Linked DNA regions of Triticum aestivum: region 1 is linked to region 2. A link is a contact called in public HiCAR-type data. All regions are on one chromosome and are shown on one strand. The core of a region is the stretch at or near the end of the contact, and the rest is flanking DNA. Distances in the headings are between cores, read along the strand shown.

Region 1 (3,067 bases), core at 475-2,974, 310 kb before region 2:
CCCTACTGACGGGGCATCGGTGTTCTCGGTCCGGGTTACTGAGTTGAGCTCCTTTATGTGCTTCATCTGTTCTGAGACGTCTAAGGTGGACGCATTGGAGCCGAAGCTGAGCACCGTGCCATTGGTGTTGACTGGGGTGCAGAGAGGATCACCGGGCAGAGCGGCCCTTATCCTCTGAAGGAAGTGGGAGGCGGCCGATATGCTCTTGCTCTTGCGGCGGCCTGCGCCGACGGGCACGTTGCGCATGGCGCCTCCGGCCGTCCAGTACCTCTGGCAGTTCTTGCAGAAGTGGCGCGGCTGGTTGATGTTGTAGTTGTTGTAGTAGCAGAACTTGGTGTCCATGCTGCTACAGCGTGGGCAGGGCAGGATCTTGTCAGGCTTCTTGAGCTTCTCCTTCTGGTTGGCCGTGTCCCCCTGTTCTTCGTCTTGTTGATCTGCTGCTGAGTTCTTGGCAGCAGATGGATCCTCGACGTCCACAACCTCCGGCTGCTGAGGCGAGCCCATGGAGTCCTGAGGGGCGATTTCTTGCACCTTTGGTTCAGCCGTGGTGCTGCCTCTGTGCTGAAGGTCCTGTAAACATTCAGAACATCTGATGAGTTTCTTTGTATACATGTAGTCTAACTTTGCAATAATTTTGTCGTGAATTAGAGGTCCACACACACGGTGTAATATCCGGGTCATTGACCTGTGACTGCACATGCTTTCCCCCATGCCCAAGTGTAAAATTTGACAAAGTTTATTCATGTTTCGATTCTCATCCGTTAGTGAAAAGAAGCTATGGTGCTTTAATTTGCAGTGGATGATCTACACCAGAGTCGGATGCATCTGATGCTCTTGTAGGTTACGGCACCACATAGTAGTAGCTGCTTTCAGCAAAATCCTTGGAAGCACGCGAAAACGACCTATTAAAAGAGGCAAAGGCCTTTCTTTCTAAAGTCCAGATGTTCAGACAACTAGATCATGTATGTAGTACTAAAAACTGCTGCTATTAGAGAGCAGCAAAGGCGAAATTCTCTTGCTAATGGGAGCTAAACCTGCCTCCCTAACGCTTAACAGATGATGCTACCTCCCAAAATAGGCAGGGAACTCCGTGCTTTAACACCTGATGAGTAAACCAAATACGACTCCTCGCCATGATCAACTCCAAAGCCAAAGAAAACAGGCTTCAAAAATGACTTCTTCTTTTTCCTAGGCTCAGTAAACCAATCAAAATTCCCAATCCCGAGATTCTATAGGCAGACCAGATCACCTGACCTCCAAGCGACACACAAGAACACAAAGGAGGAGGAGGAGGAGGAGGAGGAGTGGACGAGCACCAACCTTGTGGACGTCTCCGGCGCCGGCGTCCGGCACGGGGATGGTCTTCCCGAACAGCTTGATCAGGCAGTCTCCGCCGGCTCCCGCTGCCGCCCTGAGCTGCCCCATCTCTCTCGCCGGCCACCTCCCAAGCAGCAAAGCCGCTCTGTTTCTTCCTTCCTCGAGGCTGTGTGCTCCTCTGCTCTGTGTTTGGATTTTTCTTGGACCAGGCCAGCTACTCCCTACCGTGCTACGCTCGCTCGCGGACAACGAGCAGTAGGCGGCGAGGTATGGCGCGATCGGAGGAGAGATTTTTGGCTCGCGGGTTGCTGGAGCTGCTGAGGGTGGATGGGATTGGGGATAGTCCAGTTTTAAGGAGGAAGAAAGGGGGGTGGGGCCCACGGGCGCGGGCAGAGAGCCACAAGTTGGGTTTGTGGCCTCAGGGGTGCGGTTTTTGATTCGCTCCACCATCTCGCTTTTGCCCCGGCGTCACCCTCAACCCCTTGCGTGGCAACCCAACGCTTGGCTGAGGCTGCATGCACAACACACTCTGCATTCGTCTTGTTTTCCATCCCTCCTCGGCTGCCTTGGTGCTTGCTTGTTGCTGGGTGAAACATGACCTGTCTCTTCTTCTTCCTCGGTCTCTCCTCTTTGGGCAGCATCGGCGTGCCATTTCCCCCCATACGGAGCGCGCTTCGAAACGGTTTAGGCTCGCGCATAGATCGACCGTTATGGGAGGTTTGGTATGAGGTACGTTTCTTGTTTGAAATGGGTTTTGAAATTTGTGTGTGCCAACGGTCCGAATATGTTGAAAAGACTCCTTTTCAAGCTTTTAGCAGATGAGTTGGGTTGGCATTAGAAATAAGCACATGGTAACTTTTTCCCTTAGTAATAATCACCAAGGAGTTCATGTTTTTTTTTACATTATATGGATGAGGAGCATAGATTCATGCACCTTTTACTGAGAAACTATTGCCTCTTGACTGTAACTCTATCACTGTGGAATAAAACTCATTTCCTCCTGCAAAAAAAGAGAAGTTGGTACACCCTACACATTAAGATTCAGTTTGGATTGAGGGCGTTTTTAAAGTTATGTCATGCCATGGTTGTTCATTTACTTGAAATCACATATATTTGTTGTGTGGCCTAGAACTATAGGATGCTCACAAGGCAAACTTAAAACATCTCTAGCCCTTTCCTTAAATTCCGATAACTACTCAAAAGATTCTTCCTCCCCCCAAAATAACTAACTTCTGCATAAATTTGAGGAACCGAGCAAACTTATGCATTTACTCTCTCTAGAACCCACCATTCAGAATGGATGTCCAGGCCCCTCTCCACCACTGCCATCAACCACTACCACCACCACCCTTCCCATCGACCATCACGGCCTCGCCGAATCTACCGATCGGGAGGAATTGTGGATACACTAATGGGACTCTCTCCGACTCATTTTCCCTGTTGTGGGTGTAGTTGTGTGCTCTCAAATGGGACGAAGAACTACTGTGTCGCACACGGAGTCAGCCTGCCCAACAAGAGCAGTTGTAGCTCGATGAACAGAACAATCTGGAGAAGGGGTGCCGTCGCCGATTTCGGCGAATCGGCATGTCCTAGAGCACATCAACGTGCCACCAGGAGATGAAGAGTACAATAACCCATTCAGTCAAAGAATTTCCCAAACCATGGTTCGTGGAGGACAAATTTTGCCTACCTCCGCAACTCCTTTCTTACACGTGTACGTCGCGATTGCTACACCCTATCAAGTTACTTT
Region 2 (2,962 bases), core at 230-2,729:
TACTAAAGTTAGTACAAAGTTGAGTCATCTAATTTGGAACGAAGGGAGTATCTCTTTATTAGTATTATCAATATCGATCTGGTGTAGTATCTCATATTGTTTCGTCAAAAAATCTGGTAGCCATAATACTGCCAATTGTGCTGCATGTTTGAAAGCTCAATCCATTCCCATGCTGCCTTGGGATTTATTTTATTTTTATTTTTGCAAAAGGAGAATAATAGGGGGTATATTCCAGATCTAGCTGCTAGTGTAGACTACATTATATTTGCATGCAATGATGCAAAAACATATTTAGTCGGTCCCATAATATAAGACGTTACTACATCCAAATACATAACGTCTTATATCATGGGACGGAGGGAGTATATGTTAATCCATTTGTTTTTAAATATAAATCTTTTTTGAGATTTCAATATAAATATATATATATATATATATATATATATATATATATACTTATTTTAGAATGTAGATCCACTCATTTTACTTCATATGTAGTCCATATTAAATCTCTAAAAAGACTTTTAGTCCTATAAGATCGATGCTTACATGTCTTGTAACTTGATATCTATTCTATAAATAAGGCACGTATTACCATGCAATTTTTTTTAAAAAAATACTTACATTTAGAAATGAAGTGAGTATATAATTTTCGAACGTTGACCAACACCTTGGGTCCTGGATCCAAAATTTCAGAAGAGACGAAGTATCCAAGATCATCTTGAGAAAACGAAGGGATGTGTGGTAGGAGCGCCAATACAAAATATTATCCAGCAATGGCGTTTTCTTCTTGCGAGCAATCACAGGTGGAAGAACGAGAGGGCGTGAGAGTTTTCAACGTCCGCGTACGTGCACCCGGAGCCCCGGGACGGGCCCACCTGCCAGAGAAACTGCATGGCTGGTACCGTGGCGCGAGGTCACGTCAGATGACCCATTGGTCGGCCCTTTCTGCATCTTTTTACCTCCTTTTCTTCACTCTCGTGGGGAAAAGAAAAGGAGAAAGTGACGACAGGAGCACCGGGCTGCAGTGCAAGCATCTGCGGGGAGAGGTCAATCCGATCCGACGCAGGTGGGTCGAAAGTGATGCTGGGGACGTAAGGAAAAGAACAGGTGTCGATCACTCATAGTCATAGCGGTCTGAATGAAAAGTTTTTTTTTTCTCTTGATGAATGAAAGATTATATTTATTAAATGGAAAAAGTGGAAGCGCAGATAAATCCAAGGGTTACGAGATAAGACCGGAGGAAACCGGCTAGATTTTTTTGCTCCTCCGAAAGCAAAAGGTTTTGGCGGTTTCCGCTGGTGGGTGGCGTGATTAGCGGCCAGACTCTCTCTTTTCGTTTTTTGGATGGAGGGCTGCGGCCTCTCTCGTGCGCTCTGTAGGCTTGATGGGCCTTTTCTTCCAAGTCCTGGAGCCCAAGTGGTCTCAGGCTCTTAGCCCAGTTGGGCCTTGTAAACGTTGCACGTTGCTCTGTTTTTCGCGTACCTTGGAGGAGTTCTCTCTCAAAGAAAAAACCCGTACCCTGGAGGAGTCCGGATTTTGGATGAGGCGCGCAGCGTGCGGTGGCCGACGGCGAGACGGCGCAAGCAGCGACACGCCCTCCTGACGGTGGCCTCGCGGCGGCGGATTCGTCGACAGCATAGCGGGACAGGAGCTCGCGGCGAGGCGGCGACTTCGGACCTCGCGGCGGCCGGCAGGCTGCGGCATCCGCCACCCGGCGCTGCAGCAGGACGGGAGCTCTGACGCAGCGACCAACAAAGTGAGTTCGATATGAATCCTTAGACTCCAACTAGGCATGTCTCTGTCTGATGGTTATTCGAGAAAAAAAAATCTGTCTGATGAGAAACAAACGCTCACTCTAGAGTCTAGAATCGTGACCAATCGAAACCCCCAACTCTGAGTTCAACGCATAGTCCAGTCAGTGTGCCTGAATTTTGTGTCTGTTCATTGGTCAAATGCCATGTGTTTGCACTGGGCTTGTTTTTCTACTACTCCTTGACAGGAACTAGCTAACTCTGTCGGTGTTCATCAGAGGAAAATTCACAGGGTGCCGGTGCCACCACTAGGTGTTTTGCACTGAATTGTTCTTCTACTCTGAAAATCCACAGGGTGTGAATCCTGTGGCCACCGGCTAGCGGGACTGGGCCGTGGCACCTCGCGCGCGACCTGTTCGACAAATTGCCGTGGCCGAGCTGGTCTCCTCCTGCTATGGCGATGGCATTGCTAGGCGCCACCCTCTGCCGGCCACTATTGCCGTGTCCCTCCACCTCCGGCTCCCTGGTGTTCAGGCCTAATTGCTTTGAGTTCCCTCGTCCGTGCCACACAGGTGAGCGACACCCGCGGAACGCCTTCCGGCTTCTCTTCGTGCCTTATGCACCGGCTCATGCCTAGCTGCCAGTGTCATGTGCTCCTTCCTCTCTGTCTTTCTGCGCGCAGGCGTGGTGGCACACCGGCGCGGAGCGTACCTGAGGATGGAGGCTACGGCGAGGCACGGCGCACGGAAGGAGAACGCCAAGGTCAGGAACCGCCGGCTGCAGAAAAAGGTACGGTGCTGGTCACCTCAGGATTGGGTTGTGGGTTCCAAGTTCCAGCCACACACCACCAGCAAATCTGAAGGGAATTCTCTTTGGCTGCAGTACAATGGCACGGCGGCCAAGCCCAGGCTGTCGGTCTTCTGCTCCAACAGGCAGCTCTATGCCATGCTCGTCGACGACCATGGCAAGAAGATCCTTTTCTATGCCAGCACCCTGCAGGAGGAAATCTGTGGCGATCCGCGATGCAGCACCGTGGTAATCCAGACCACCCCTCTTCGTCCTCGGTCCAACTCGCATTGCATTTGCATCTGAAGCAAATACCTGCACGGTGCGTCACCTGAACTTGAGCTGTTTGTTGTTGGCGAGCAGGAGGCCGCTCGGAGGGTCGGGGAAGAGCTGGTGAAGGCGTGCATGGAGCTGGACATCTC

Evidence for each region. HiCAR-type assays count read pairs that join an accessible place to other places.
Region 1: a HiCAR-type map of leaf shows a contact between it and region 2, with 7 times the contacts expected there. The contact joins the promoter of LOC123093309 here to the promoter of LOC123093308 in region 2. A contact is called at or near these places in 4 of 5 Hi-C or Micro-C datasets (leaf and an unstated tissue) and 1 of 1 datasets of contacts at active chromatin or transcription factors (leaf).

The regions. Positions count from the first base shown.
Region 1 is chr4B:569,181,563-569,184,629 of IWGSC CS RefSeq v2.1, reverse strand. It overlaps LOC123093309 (cyclic dof factor 1), which reads right to left and starts at 1,724. Exons shown (of 2, transcript XM_044515235.1): 1 at 1,321-1,724; 2 at 1-570. The coding sequence starts at 1,425.
Region 2 is chr4B:568,871,191-568,874,152 of IWGSC CS RefSeq v2.1, reverse strand. LOC123093308 (50S ribosomal protein L18) reads left to right here and starts at 1,479. Exons shown (of 5, transcript XM_044515233.1): 1 at 1,479-1,759; 2 at 2,109-2,326; 3 at 2,437-2,543; 4 at 2,637-2,789; 5 at 2,904-2,962. The coding sequence starts at 2,209.